2 separate regions of the Rattus norvegicus genome follow, and region 2 is linked to region 1. Evidence: chromatin contacts called from public Hi-C data. All regions are on one chromosome and are shown on one strand. The core of a region is the stretch at or near the end of the contact, and the rest is flanking DNA. Distances in the headings are between cores, read along the strand shown. Region 1 has its middle 27 kb from the start of Batf3. Region 2 has its middle 20 kb from the start of Nenf.

Region 1 (6,653 bases), core at 2,437-4,936:
ACTACATAATTTGAAGCCTTCTTCAGAAACAGAAGCCCAGTCTCAAACAGGCATGCACACACATTCACACACACATGCATTACACACATGTATCTGTATATGTATGCATGAATTACACAATGCATACACTCATCACACATACACACACATGCATACATACATTACCCAGACATGCATGCATATATTACACACATGCATACATATATTACACACACATACATGCACACATGCTTACACACATATATGCATATATGCACACATTACAGACACAGACACACCACACATGCACACAAAGAGCTGAGCTGTTAGGAACAGGTAGTGGTGGTAAGGGTCAGCATGTTTAGACAGCATGGCACTGACAGAGATATCCAGAACAAATCAGCTAAAACATAGCTGACCCTGGATATTGGCATAGCTGACCCTGGACACTGGAGGAGGCTATTGGTCAGCACCAAATGATTGACACTAGTAAATCTGTAATATAACTATTTTTTGACAAAATGCCTTTTTTATGTGATCCTATACAAATGTGGCCATGAGGTCAGGAGCCTCTACCTGAGACAGCCTGTAAGGCTGTGTGCCCACCTCCATGGGGCCTGCGTCCTGATCTATACATGAGCTTGTGCCTGCCTATGCAGTTTATATGTGCTAGCTTGTACCTCAGTGCCTGCCAGCAGCTGCCTGCTTGGTCCTCCATGCTGACAAGTAAAATATTTATCTTCAAAATCCTTTAACCCCACAGCCTCCTTTGACCTTCCTCCTTCCTGGACCTTATCAGTGACTGGCACAGAGCTCAGGTGATGGAACATTAGCCTCTCTAAGGAGCACAGGTCCTTGAATGTGAAATTTTGTATTTGTTAATATATATATATATAATTTATATTTGTTAATATAAATATATATATTAACAAATATATATACAAATATAACATATATATATAATATAAATATATATGTTAATATAAATAAATATAAATATATATTTATATTTGTTAATATAAATATATATAAATATAAATATATATATTTGTTTATATATTATATATATATATTTGCAATGTTTGGGGGCCTAACCAACTAAGTATCTACCATTAATCATTAATTGCAACACACTCTTTGTTTTGCTTTTTTAAGATTTATTAATTTTATTTTATGAATGGTTTGCTCATTTGTGTGTTTGTTTACCGTGTGGATCCTGGAACTGGGTTATGGATCATTGTGAATAGACATGCAGGTGCTAGGAGTTGAACTCAGGTCCTGGACAAGAGCAATCACTCTTAACCTCTGCCACATTTCTCCAACTCCCTTTGATATTTTTAGGCGGGGTTGGGGGTGGGTGGGGAGGTGGATACATTAGTTACTCCTGTAATCGCTGTGAGCAAAACATATGAGAGAAAAATTAAAAGGAAGAAAGATGTGTTTTAACTCAGTTTGAAAGGCTCCATCCATGTTGGCCAGACCCAAGTAGCTTAGGCAGGGAGGTCTTGCACAAAGAAAAGTTGTCCACACTATGAGTGTGTGGTTTGAGTGAGTATTTGAATTCTCTATCCCTAGGTGGTGAGGCCTTTGGGGGAGGCTTAGGAGGTATGGCTTTGCTGTGGGAACTGTGTCCCTGGAGGTGGGCTTTGACATCCCCATTCCCTCTGCTCCCCATTTGCACTTTGAGCTGTGAGCTCTCAAGCCACTGCTACCACCATGTTTGCCTTGATGGTAACGGCCTCTTAACCTTCATGACCTCTGAAAACTCACCAGAAACACTCAACTGTGCCTCACCGATCTCCTAGGCAAGTTTCCATCTAGGTAAGCTGACTGAATTACTATTAAAGGGTAAAGGGGGTAGACTGTGTCTGCTCATGTGGAAAGGATGTGTGGCCACGTGCAGCCTGTAAGGACAAGGATGGTGGCAAGATGGAGGAGAATGTGCTTGCTCCAGAAGACTATACATCCACAGAGAGCTCAGGGCCCTCCCCAGAGTGTCCTTGCTTTCTGAGAGAAGCAACTGGCCCACTTGACCCTTCTGCGAACTTTGCCCACCAGCTGCAACCCTGCTTTCAAGCCTGGCTTTCCCCCTGAACCTTATCACAAGGACGTCCGAATTTCCCAATCAGTGTTTTACATTCTGTTTGAGTTGCTTTTCTCATCATGACAAAAGCAAACTGAAGCCACCCAAGAAAGGAGGTCTTCCCTTCTCAGTAAAACCCCTCTGGAAACGCTGACACACGCCCAGAGGTGAGTCTCCCAGAATCCAGTTGACAATGAAGGTTAATCATAACACATTCTTTCTATTTCCCACCGTGTATGTGTGTGTGTGTGTGTGTGTGTGTGTGTGTGTGTGTGTGTGTGTGTGTGTGCACGTGTCTTAATGTGTAGCTCAGACTGATAGTCTCCAAACTGATAGTCTTTCAGATCCACCAACCCGGCTAATTTGTTTGGGTTTTTTTCCTTTAAAAAAGAATCTAGCTGCATTTTGCACATTGCACACAACCTTGAGCCATTTCTGAACTAGGCGGGGAGTAAGTAAATAAATAAACTTGTCCCTCAAGTTCACCCTCACTTTTCAGGAAGTTTCTAGAACCATAGTATAAATATATGTGCCAACCCTGCCCCGCTTGCCTCTTGGCCCATCTTTTCTGAACCTTGGCTCTGAGCTCTGTTTGCAAACCACTGTTCTGCTCCATGGAAACCACACCGCAATGCCTGAGGTTTCAGTGCAAATGGAGGAAATGAGATGGTCTCTCCTGGCCTCCTGGGCAGATAGCTTATTGTTGGTGGACATGACCTCCCGGAGATTGAATATCAGTCAATCACTCACCGTCCTGAAGGGACAGAGAGCAGCCTCGTGTTTATCCTGTGATGCAAGGTGCTCACATAAGCTTTCACATGGCCTCAGCCGAGAGTGGTGGAGTAGAAACAGACATCTCAAAGACATGGGGCTTTGCTGTGAAATAGGAAAGAAGAAAACACAAAGGGAGGCTGTTGTCATTTTGTTTGTTTTTGAGAGTTACTATGTAGCTCTGGCTTACCTGAAACATTTGATATAGACCAAGCTGGCCTCAAACTCACAGAGATCTACCTGCCTCTGCTAAATGCAGTGATTAAAAGGCCCTGTCACCACACACTGCCTAAAGGCAGTTTTGAAATTGGGTTTCAACCTTTCTCTGCCAAGCTGTGAATTCCTGTCCCTCACACTGTTTCTACTGCCTCAGCTCTCACCTTCTGTGTTTGTCTCTCCTCAGTTCCCAGCTCCTATGAAAGTTTAAAATAAGAGACTAGGGCTGGAGATCTCAGATGCCTTGGTTGGTAAAATGTTTGCTGAGCCAGCAGGAGCACTTGAGTGTGAAACCCTAGAACCCAGGTTTTAAAAAATAAAAGAAGCCATGTGTGCCAGAAATGCTATCATTCAATAGAAGACAGAAGCAGGATCCCTGCACACACACACACACACACACACACACACACAGACACACACACACAAAAGCAGGAAACAAAGGACAATTCTTTGTTTCTTCTGATGCTCTGATGCAATAATACTCTGGTCTTTCCATCTATTTTTGGTAAAACCAGACTTGCTATTTCAAGAAAAAAAAAAGCGCAATAGAAAGAAATAAAGGTGAACCAAGAGTTCTCCCAAGACGCCCACGGGCTCTTGCCAAACATCTCGATGAGTTCACAGTAAATGAGTCAGAACCCTTGCTGGCTTCAATGTCCCTCTCTAGGTCCCTGGAGGGAAGAAGAAAGGCTAGGAACTCAGAGATCAGTGGGCTCAGCCATGGAAAAGCCAGGACTCCTACTGTCCCTGGCAGCACACATTTCTCACTTGACTGTGGCTTCCCGAGGAGCAGTCTTTGAGGGACCTTTCTGACAGGCAGTCGGGAGCCAGGCTTCTGTAGACCCCGGCGGATTACCCTGACCTCTGCCACTCATCCCAGCTGCTGGCATGTATGGTTTCTAAGAAAGACTGGTGGGGTGACATTTCCAGGAATTGAGCTTGTTTCCTGAGAGATGTCACACTCTGGAATGTTCCCAGTGGCTGTCAGGGGAATTCTGGGATGACTCAAGTGAAGACCTGAACCAGTAAAGGGTGAGCCATGGCCTGAAACCACACTCTCCACCCCCACCCCTACCCCGCTTCTTCACCAGCTTCGTGAAGGCTCGAGCCCTTCACCCGACCACCAGGAAGCCTTACTAGACAAACCAGAGGCACTTTCTACCCTCACCTCCGATGCTCATTTGCATATGTGGTTAGCGTTATAATGAGCCTCAGCATGGCCCTCTGACAGAATCCAGTGTGATTCTGCTCCCTTTAAGACCCAGCTGAGGTTCAACTTGGTACAGTGTGATACAGTGTGAGAGCCAGTGTGTCAGCTGACTGGTCAACATACACAGCACGATTGTACACTGCAAGCCAGACACAGGCTAGTGCAAGACAGGGATGCTGAGGGAGAACCAGACCTCAAGGTGTAAGAGGCATGGGTGCATGGGGAGGCCACCCTCAGAGCTAGCTGGCCAGTCAGTATAGATTTCTGGGATCCATCCATCCAGCTAGTAATTCTGTCTTAAAACAACAACAACAACAAAAACAAAACAAAACTAAAGAGCTGGACAGTATCTAAGGATGACAAAGTTGATCTCTGACTTCTGCATGCACACCCACGTGCATTGGCAGTCACATAGCACACACACACACACACACAGGAACACACACATGCACACACCCCACAGGCACACACACATGCACATCCACACACCCATGTGCATCTGCGCTTTCCCTGTGGGACCCCTGCACAGCAGAAGTGAGAATTCCGCTCTATGGTAAACTGAGTTCTACTCTGTGCAAACTGCTTTTGCAGGGGCGCAGTCTCTCCTGTGCTGAGTAGAAACAGAACCTGATGTTTTAACCCTCACCCCCGAATCTGCCTGTGTTCTCCCCCTGCATGGGGGGGGGGGGATGTTGCAGCTCTTTTCAGAACTGCCTTCAGCTGGGAAGCAGGGAGAGCGGCACCAAGTCCTTGCACTCACTGGTCAGTGCAAGATGAAGCGCCAGGATGGAGGACTTTGGGAGACAAGGCAGCAGGCTGGCTCAAAGCTTTACTCTTATTTGCTTGTTTGTTTGGGGAGAGAGGGGAAGAAACCCGGGGCTTCGTGCAAGGGTCAGCCCATTTCTAATAATTTATCCAATATGAACGTGGACGTACCAATAGGAACGGGCCTTGTGGCAGAGTTTCTTCTTCCGTGGAGTTGTGCAACATTTAAAGCCCGCAGAGATGCAAACGAGTTCACATACGGAGCCTATGACTGGAAAAGAGGAAGGAGGTCTGCCCGGGGCGCAGCACCCCTGACTCCGAGGCTCAGTACCCCGACTCCCCGAGCGTCGAGAAGCCTGCCTGGACCAGGGCTTGAGCTGCGGCTGAGGTCTGCGCTGCCCGGGGCCAAGCGATCTCCCAGCTTCTGCCCTGTCCGCCTCAAGTTGCCGGCTCCAGGAGCTGAGGCTGGGTCCGTGGAACAGGCGTGGACCTCACCCGGGAGTCGCCGGCATTGCAGCGCCCCCTGGTGGCCTCTGGCGGACACATCTGGCCCAGCCAGGGCCCAGAGGGTGTGTGTGGCTTGGGTGCCCCAGCTCCAGGCCACAAACCAGGGTTGGCTTTGAGAACTACACTCCCCCACGCGACTGGCATAAGTATAGAGGGGCGAGCCAGAGCCCTGTTTTTGAGTCGTAGCCTTTGACCTGCCTAGGCCTCAGGGTGCTCATCTGTGAAGGGTGTTACAGTAAGGCCCTGAGGCAGGTTTACTGCAAAGCCCAGTCTGGAAAAATACCTGCAGTCTTAAGAATGCAAAATCCTTGGTGATGTCATCACTCAGTTATTACCACAGGTAGACAGACGGAGACCCTGAGACTATTGCAAAGAAGCAAAGACACCTTCTTATTTCCCAGTTTAAGAGGTCATCACAGGGGGCTGGGGATTTAGCTCAGTGGTAGAGTGCTTACCTAGGAAGCGCAAGGCCCTGGGTTCGGTCCCCAGCTCCGAAAAAAAGAACCAAAAAAAAAAAAAAAGAGGTCATCACAGAACTAAATATTTGTCATATCTAATTAGCTTGCTGTTATGTTAATCTCGACACTCCAGAGGCTGAGGCAGGGGGTCATACTTAGTTCCAGTTCTATCCAGCTACATAATGAGGCCCTATCCGCCCTTCCCCCAAAAAACCCCCAAACAAATAAACAACAACAACAAAACCAGGGACTGGAGAGATGGCTCAGTGATTAAGTGCACTGGCCGGTTTCTGGACCCAATTGCTACTCTCAGCTCAGGATCCATACAGTGGCTCACAACCATCTGTAACTCTAGCCTCTGGGGATCTAATGCCTTCTTCTGGCCTCTGCAGGCATCTGTTTTCACGTGGTACATAGACATAGTCAGGCAAACACTCATACACATAAGATAAAAAATAAATATGCTTAAAGAATACCCACAGAACTAAGTACGGCGGGCACAGTAGGGTGATAAGAGGATAAAGAGACTGGATAAAGGGGATAAAGAAAAAATCAAGGAGAGAGAGAGAGAGAGAGAGAGAGAGAGAGAACACCAGCTGCTCACCCAGATCTAGTTAAGTGAAGGCTGTGGGATCTAACCCAGTGGTTCTCAACTGTAAGTTTA
Region 2 (6,653 bases), core at 1,641-4,140, 160 kb after region 1:
CCCTTTGACTTCGGGAGGGAGTGTTTGCAATTCCACTTTGCTGTCTGAGTTGTGGAGTCCTCTTTGCTCTAGGACACCAACAGCAGATCTGGGATCTCAACACTCACTCTCCTTGTGCACCTTTGTTAGGTCCTCTGTAAAATACCTGAAAAGGCAACGTAGGGGAAGCAGGAGTTGTTTTTGTCCCTGTGGCTTAAGAAATGATCCATCCATTGTGGTGGGAAGACATACCAGTGAGGCAGGGGCAGCTGTTTACTTCCCTCCGACCATCAGGAGGCATCAGAATGACCCCCAGCCCTCCCTCCCTTTTTCAGTCTAGGACCTCAACCCATGGAGGGTGCCACCCACATTCAGGGTCTCTTCAGTCCACTCTTAACTCTGGAAATACCACCCATACCCAGAGGCACGTCTCTTAGGTGATTCTAAATCCGGCCAAATTGACAATACAAACCCACCCTTGTCACCCTTGTCACCCATGTCACCCTTGTCCCCCTCTTACTTGTTGCCATCCTGAACCTTAAACCACATCATCAGCCATGGCTGAAGCCTCATTGTGTGGGCAGCTTTCTTGTTGAACTGGCCAACGGATTGATTAATTAATCACTAAAGACTGGCCAGGCCTGGTGGTGCACATCTTTATCCCACAACTCAGGAAACAGAGGCAGGCAGATCTCTGAAGTTCGAGGCTAGCCTGGTCTATGGAGTGAGTTCCAGGGCATCCAGGGCTACGTGGAAAAACCTTATCTTGTAAAACAAACAACAAGAAGAAAACCCCGCTAAGGACTGAATACTGTTCTGTACTGTAACCCTGTTATCAAAACCTTTAGTTGTTGGGATAGAAGCATGACCAAGGGTTTGTTTAAGCCTGCGATCCCAGAGGGCTGGAGTCCAGCCTGGCAGGGAGGGGCAGCAGCAAGCAGCAGGCATGGCCACAGGAACAGGAAGTGGAGAGATCACATCTTCAACAGTAGCTACAAGGCAAGAAGAGCCAGTGAGGCTAGAAACTCCCAGTGCCCACTCAGTAATGGACGTCCCCCAGAAGTCCTCTGCCACCCACCCACAGGCTCCAGAGCCGCCCCAAGCAGCTCAACCAACCGGGGACCAAACCCCCAAATACCTGCCTCACCCACACATTCTACCTCAAACCACCACGTTCCACATACATACCACATACCACAAAGATACACGTACTCCACAGGTATACACATGAACAAAGCCACGTATACTTATCACACACCACACACAAGATACTACACACACACTTACATATGCACACACATACATACATGGCCACAGTTACAGTTAAATAAGGAATAGACTGGGTAGTTCATTTATCATAACTCCCTAAGGAATACCACCCCCAGGCCAGAATGCCAGAATGTGAGTCCTCACCATCAGTCCTTATGTGGAACCAGACACCTATAGACTCTCAGGGATGGTGTGGTAAATCCTGGGGCTCTGAGCAAAGGGTCTTCTCTTATTTGGTTGAGACTCATTTAGCCTTTTTTTGTTGTTGTTGTTCTTTTTTTTTTTGGAGCTGGGGACCGAACCCAGGGCCTTGCGCTTCCTAGGCAAGCGCTCTACCACTGAGCTAAATCCCCAACCCCTCGTTTAGCCTTTTAAATACCTCCAGGGACCAGGGAGCACAGGAACCGAGGCCCTGACTTGCTGACTGCCATCCTAGGGACCTAGAGTCACAGTATCCCAGGCTTCAGGCAGGATCAAGACCAGACTCGGGCAGTGTCCAGCAGTATGATGGTCCAGAGGCAAGCAGGTGACACTCAGTATGCACAGGAAACATCTTGGTAAGCCGGAACAGTGTCTGTGGTTGTGCAGGTCTGTAATCCCAGCACTCCATAAACGGAGTCTAGAAGCTCTCCATACCCACTCTCAGTAGGGACATGCAGCTCGAGCTACGTAGTAGCCTTGAGACCAGCCTGGCTCACAGTAAGACCTATTTCAAAATGCCAAAAAACTAGAGGCTGGAGAGCTGGCTTGTTGGCAAGAAAACATTGCTCTTGAAGAGGACTACAGATCAACTCCAAGCACCTATGCCAGGTGGCCCACAGCCGGCTGTAACTTCAGTTTTCTGGGGTACCTGATGCTTCTGACTTCTGCAATCACCTGTACACATGTGCATATACCCATACATATACACGCAATTAAAGAAATAATAAATCAGCCAGGTGTAGTGGCCCATGCTTTTAATCCTAGCACTCAGGAGGCAGAGGTAGGCAGATCTCTGTGAGCTTGAGGTCAGCCTGGTCTACACAGTGAGTTCCAGAACAAGACAGTCTAATCATTATCTCCTCCTCCTCCTCCTCCTCCTCTTCCTCCTCCTCTTCTTCCTCCTCTTTCTTTTCTTCTTCCACTTCCCCTTCTTCCCCTTCCTCTTCCTCCTCCTCCTCTTCCTCCTCCTCCTCCTTCTTCTTCTCCCCTTCCTCCTCCCACTCCTCCTCCTTTTTCTTTATCCTTTTTTATAAAGGCCAATACTAAAGAAATTAATAAATAAAAAGTGTCTTCTGAGGACAATTCTTCCTTTTTATAGTTCTTAAATTACCAAGGTTTTTACATTTTAAAAAAAGCTTTCTGCTTATAATTAGACCAAATGGTCATGCTAGCCCACCACAGGGAAACCTGGTTTGACCCTTCACCCAGCAGCTACTGCCAACTGCGAGGGCCTTTGGCCTCACGAGATTGCATCCAGCCCTCTCAGCTCAGGCTCCTTTCTGGCAACCAGAGCTGCCCTCCCCATCCTTCCAGGGTTTTCCAGAAATTCTTTGCCACTGTTCCTTGGCAGGAGACTACGGCATCACATGGCCAGTGACTGGTGCCTTCTGACTCACGGAATGGAAAGAAACCACACACAGAAGCACACAGGGCCTCTGTTGCCAGCCAGGGTGACCACATGGAACAGAAGTGATTCATCTGAGCCTGCCTGGCATGGGCACTCGCATACACTGGCCTGAAGCTGGGCAGCCCAGCACTTAAGTGACGCATGGGGTATCCCCCTCCCAGGGCAGACCCAGCTCCTCCTAGGAGGAACAAGGGGCCCTCTGCCTCTGTCCCAAGTGGCTGACAGGTGACCAAGGAGGTTATAGGGCAGCTCTGGGGACATAGGTAATCAGGTCAAGAATCAGGGTGGGAGAATTTGGAGAAGAGGTTGACAGGTGGAGGCTGAATGTGGTCCTATGCTCTAAATTCTACATCACACCCGGGGTCTCCAGCACAGAGGAGACACAGCCCACCAATATGAGCAACTGCTCACACAGTTCTTTTCAAGGCCAAGTGCAGAGAGGGCAGGGCACCCAGGACAAGTGAGACCCTGCCTCATTCCCGTCGGTGACAGTGTGATGGTCCCATTTTATATATGAGGAAATCTTAACCAGAGATATAAAGCAGGATGCTGCAGGTGACTGCCACTAGTGAGAACCCTACCCCACTTGTGTGGGCCAGCTGTGCTGATGGATACAATGTTCCATACCAGCCCAGCACTGCCCTTCACATACACAGAGCAGCACAGTAGGGAGGATGTTAGTGTTCACACATTAATGAGACCAAGAAGAACAAACACAGAGGTGAGCCTAGCCTTTAACAGCTGAGCTATCTCTGAGCCCTGTGATACTTTTTTAAATGTCAAAATGATACAAGGTAGTCTAACTTGGCAAGAATCTCTGTGAACGGTTTTCTAGATCCGGTTGGCCTTGGTGGGAGGTAGGACTGTCTTGATTACCTTAATGGAGGTGGAAAGGTGGGTCTACTGTGGGAACACTAGGCAGGGGCCCTGGAGGATGTGAGCTGAGGCATAAGTGTGTATGAATTCCTTTTCTTCCTGACTGACTCACACACACACACACACACACACACACACACACACACACACAGAGAGAGAGAGAGAGAGAGAGAGAGAGAGAGAGAGAGAGAGAGAGCCCTAGCCCTTCCTACACATCCACAGCCCTTCAAATAGGTTTTTATTAACCCAGAGAAAAAGACTTCTATCCAAAGGAGACAATGGCTTGGCTCCTGCCCTTCAGATCATTCCTTTTCACTCAGCCCAGTGCCAGCTCACTTCTCCACACCCTTTCTATACTCTCCTGCCTCCCTGTAAACACCCTCCCAACCCCACTGACGGCGCTAGGACACTAGGATCTGTCAATCCAGCTCAGCTCCATGTCAATCCACAGCCTTGCTTATCTAGGAAGACAACTCTGTTCTGAACACACGATTATAAAACCAGGTAGTACAGTTGTGCTCCAAGACTTGATGTTGCTCCTGGCTGAGGATTATTTCAGAATCTCAGTCACTGGAGCCCACGTGCAACAAATACTTTTATGTACTTAGAGTTGGAGACTGGAACTGCCCTGAGGAATTGCACAGACGCGCCTGCTGGTAGAAGGGACATGGGCCACTTCTTCACCTTCCCCTGAGCTAGAGGCCTTCCTTCTGGCCCTGGTGGAAGGGAGAGTGGGAGAGAGGGACTGGTGAGATCCGGTGGGGCAGTCAGAAGAACAGTGGAGAACAGAACTGCCTGTTCCAAGCTCCCGCCATGGTGCTGCAAACCTGTTCTTTTACACACCTTAGCAGGCCACTCACACACCATGTCCAGCTCCCTACTTGCCACCTGCCTCTTTTCAGCCCCTTGGGGGACATTTTCCGACCTAGCACTACTGAGTTCCCAGGTATGGAAGGCACCCTATTCTGAGCCTCGTGCTCTGCTGACCATTCTGGTCTAAACAGGCCATGCTGGCTCTGCTCCACTGGAAGAAACTGGATCAAGCCCCGGGCTTGGCAGAAGAATGTGGGTTGTGTCCAGCAGAAAAGCCCAGCCTTTCTCAGAGCCAGGTATCCAGGTCACCCATTGCATTCCCACAAACCCTAGACACCTACTCAGAGCAGGGGGAAGCTGACCGCTGAGTGAATCCCAACCACAGCTGACGGACAGCTCTCCAGTTTCCTGCCACAGCACCAGGGCTGGGGAAGCACCGGGTGTCCACGGCATGGGGCATTTTCAAAGCACACTGACAGTTTCAGAGCAGAACCCCAATGGAGTGTCGGGGTGGTGCCTCCATGTTTGTGGAGGCAAAGACTGAGTCCTTCCTCAAGGGTCCCAGCAGGTCACAGATTGTGCCTGGCGTGTATGGGCCACCTGGATCCCTGTGTTTCTTAGGCAGGACAGGGCATCGTCAGAGTCTCTAGTCTCAGCCTGCCCATGTGACTCCCTCAAGAACTGACAACCCTGAGCACTGCCTTCCCCACTGCCCACTGTCAGTGAGTAGGCAAAGGGCTCAGACCACAGACCCTTGAAGGCAAGTGTGGCTCCTGCCCCAGGTACAAGACACTGACAGACAGACAGACAAACAGACAGACAGACAGACAGACAGACAGACAGACAGACACACACACACACACACACACACACACACACACACACACACACACAGCTTCAGGTTCTGTTAGCACAAGGTTTCTTTCTCCCAGAGGTCACAGCCTGATCTAGTCAACAGAGCTACTCAGACATAGGTTTTGGTGCCAGGCTGGGTCTTCAAGGTAGCCTCGCACCTACAGGCCTGAGTCACCTGAGAGACTTCTGCTCACTGCAGGTTGAGACCCGTGCCCCGGTTCTCCTGGTTGGACACACACCCCTGCCTTGGGGAGGCTTGTCTAGGCCTGGCAGTCCTTCAAAGGCTACTTGGGTTGGCCTCCCTGACAGACCCAGAGCTCACTGATCGACTAAACTCGATAGCCAGTGGGCCCCCAGATTCTGTTGTGTATATGTATGTATATGTGTGTGTGTATATGTGTATGTGTGTATATGTGTGTGTATGTGTGTGTGTGTCTCTGTGTGTGTATGTGTGTGTGTGTATACAGGGCTACATATATTCATATGCTGGTTGTGTATATGTATGTGTGTGGATGTATGTGAGTATATGTATGCATGTGTATGTATATGTAAGTGTGTGTATGTGTGTGTGTGCATGTGTATGTATGTATGTGTATGTATGTGTGTATACAGGGCTACATATATTCGTATGCTGGTTGTGTGGGGGCTGAGGCTCCAACTCAGGTCCTTGTGTTTGCACAGCAAGTTTTTTGTCCACTGAGCATTTCTCCAGCCCCAGAGTTTTTCTTTTTGAACTGTAACTTTACTGATAAGCTGGAGCTTGTAAAAGTGAGCACCCCGGGGGCCCAGGGTAGGCATACACCATGGCAGGGATTCGTGATGGAGCAGATCCACTCTCTTAGGCTGGCAATGGGGAAAATATCTTACAGTCCCTTCAGGGCATGACTCAATGACCTAAACATTCCACAACTCCCCAGTGGTTCCCAAGGCTGTGACCCAAGCATCCAATGCATCAGCTCTGAGCCCTAAAAGCAGCCACCTCTCAAAAGCCCCCCCACCTACCCCCAGCTGGGCTCTCTGGGCCACAGCAGAGACTCTGGAGGCTGTTCCTCAGCTTTCCCAGGGAGGGCTCTAGAGGAGGTTTGCTGGAATAAAGGGGGCTGATGCTGTACCTGTTGCCCATGTATCTACCTAGGTATGGCAGAGGCCACTGTGCCCGAGGCTGAGAGCCAACCTATTGCTCAGAAATCAACTCCTGTGAGAAAACCAGGTCTAAATCCTGAAGCAGGGCCTGGAGAAGGAGGATTTCCAA

What was found. Hi-C and Micro-C count contacts between places; a contact is called where the count stands out from the background.
Region 2: a Hi-C map of the A7r5 cell line shows a contact between it and region 1, with 2.0 times the contacts expected there. The contact joins two enhancer-like sites. A contact is called at or near these places in 3 of 12 Hi-C or Micro-C datasets (the A7r5 cell line, the Rat2 cell line and mammary epithelial cells).

The regions. Positions count from the first base shown.
Region 1 is chr13:105,243,960-105,250,612 of GRCr8, forward strand. No RefSeq gene overlaps it. Among named protein-coding and RNA genes, the nearest start is that of Batf3, 27 kb to the left of the region's middle. Within about 2 kb of position 3,687, at least 21 of the 93 cell types and tissues checked have an H3K27ac peak or open chromatin away from gene starts, as enhancers often do. A contact at or near this core is called in the A7r5 cell line, where this site is marked.
Region 2 is chr13:105,402,786-105,409,438 of GRCr8, forward strand. No RefSeq gene overlaps it. Among named protein-coding and RNA genes, the nearest start is that of Nenf, 20 kb to the right of the region's middle. Within about 2 kb of position 2,891, at least 47 of the 93 cell types and tissues checked have an H3K27ac peak or open chromatin away from gene starts, as enhancers often do. A contact at or near this core is called in the A7r5 cell line, where this site is marked.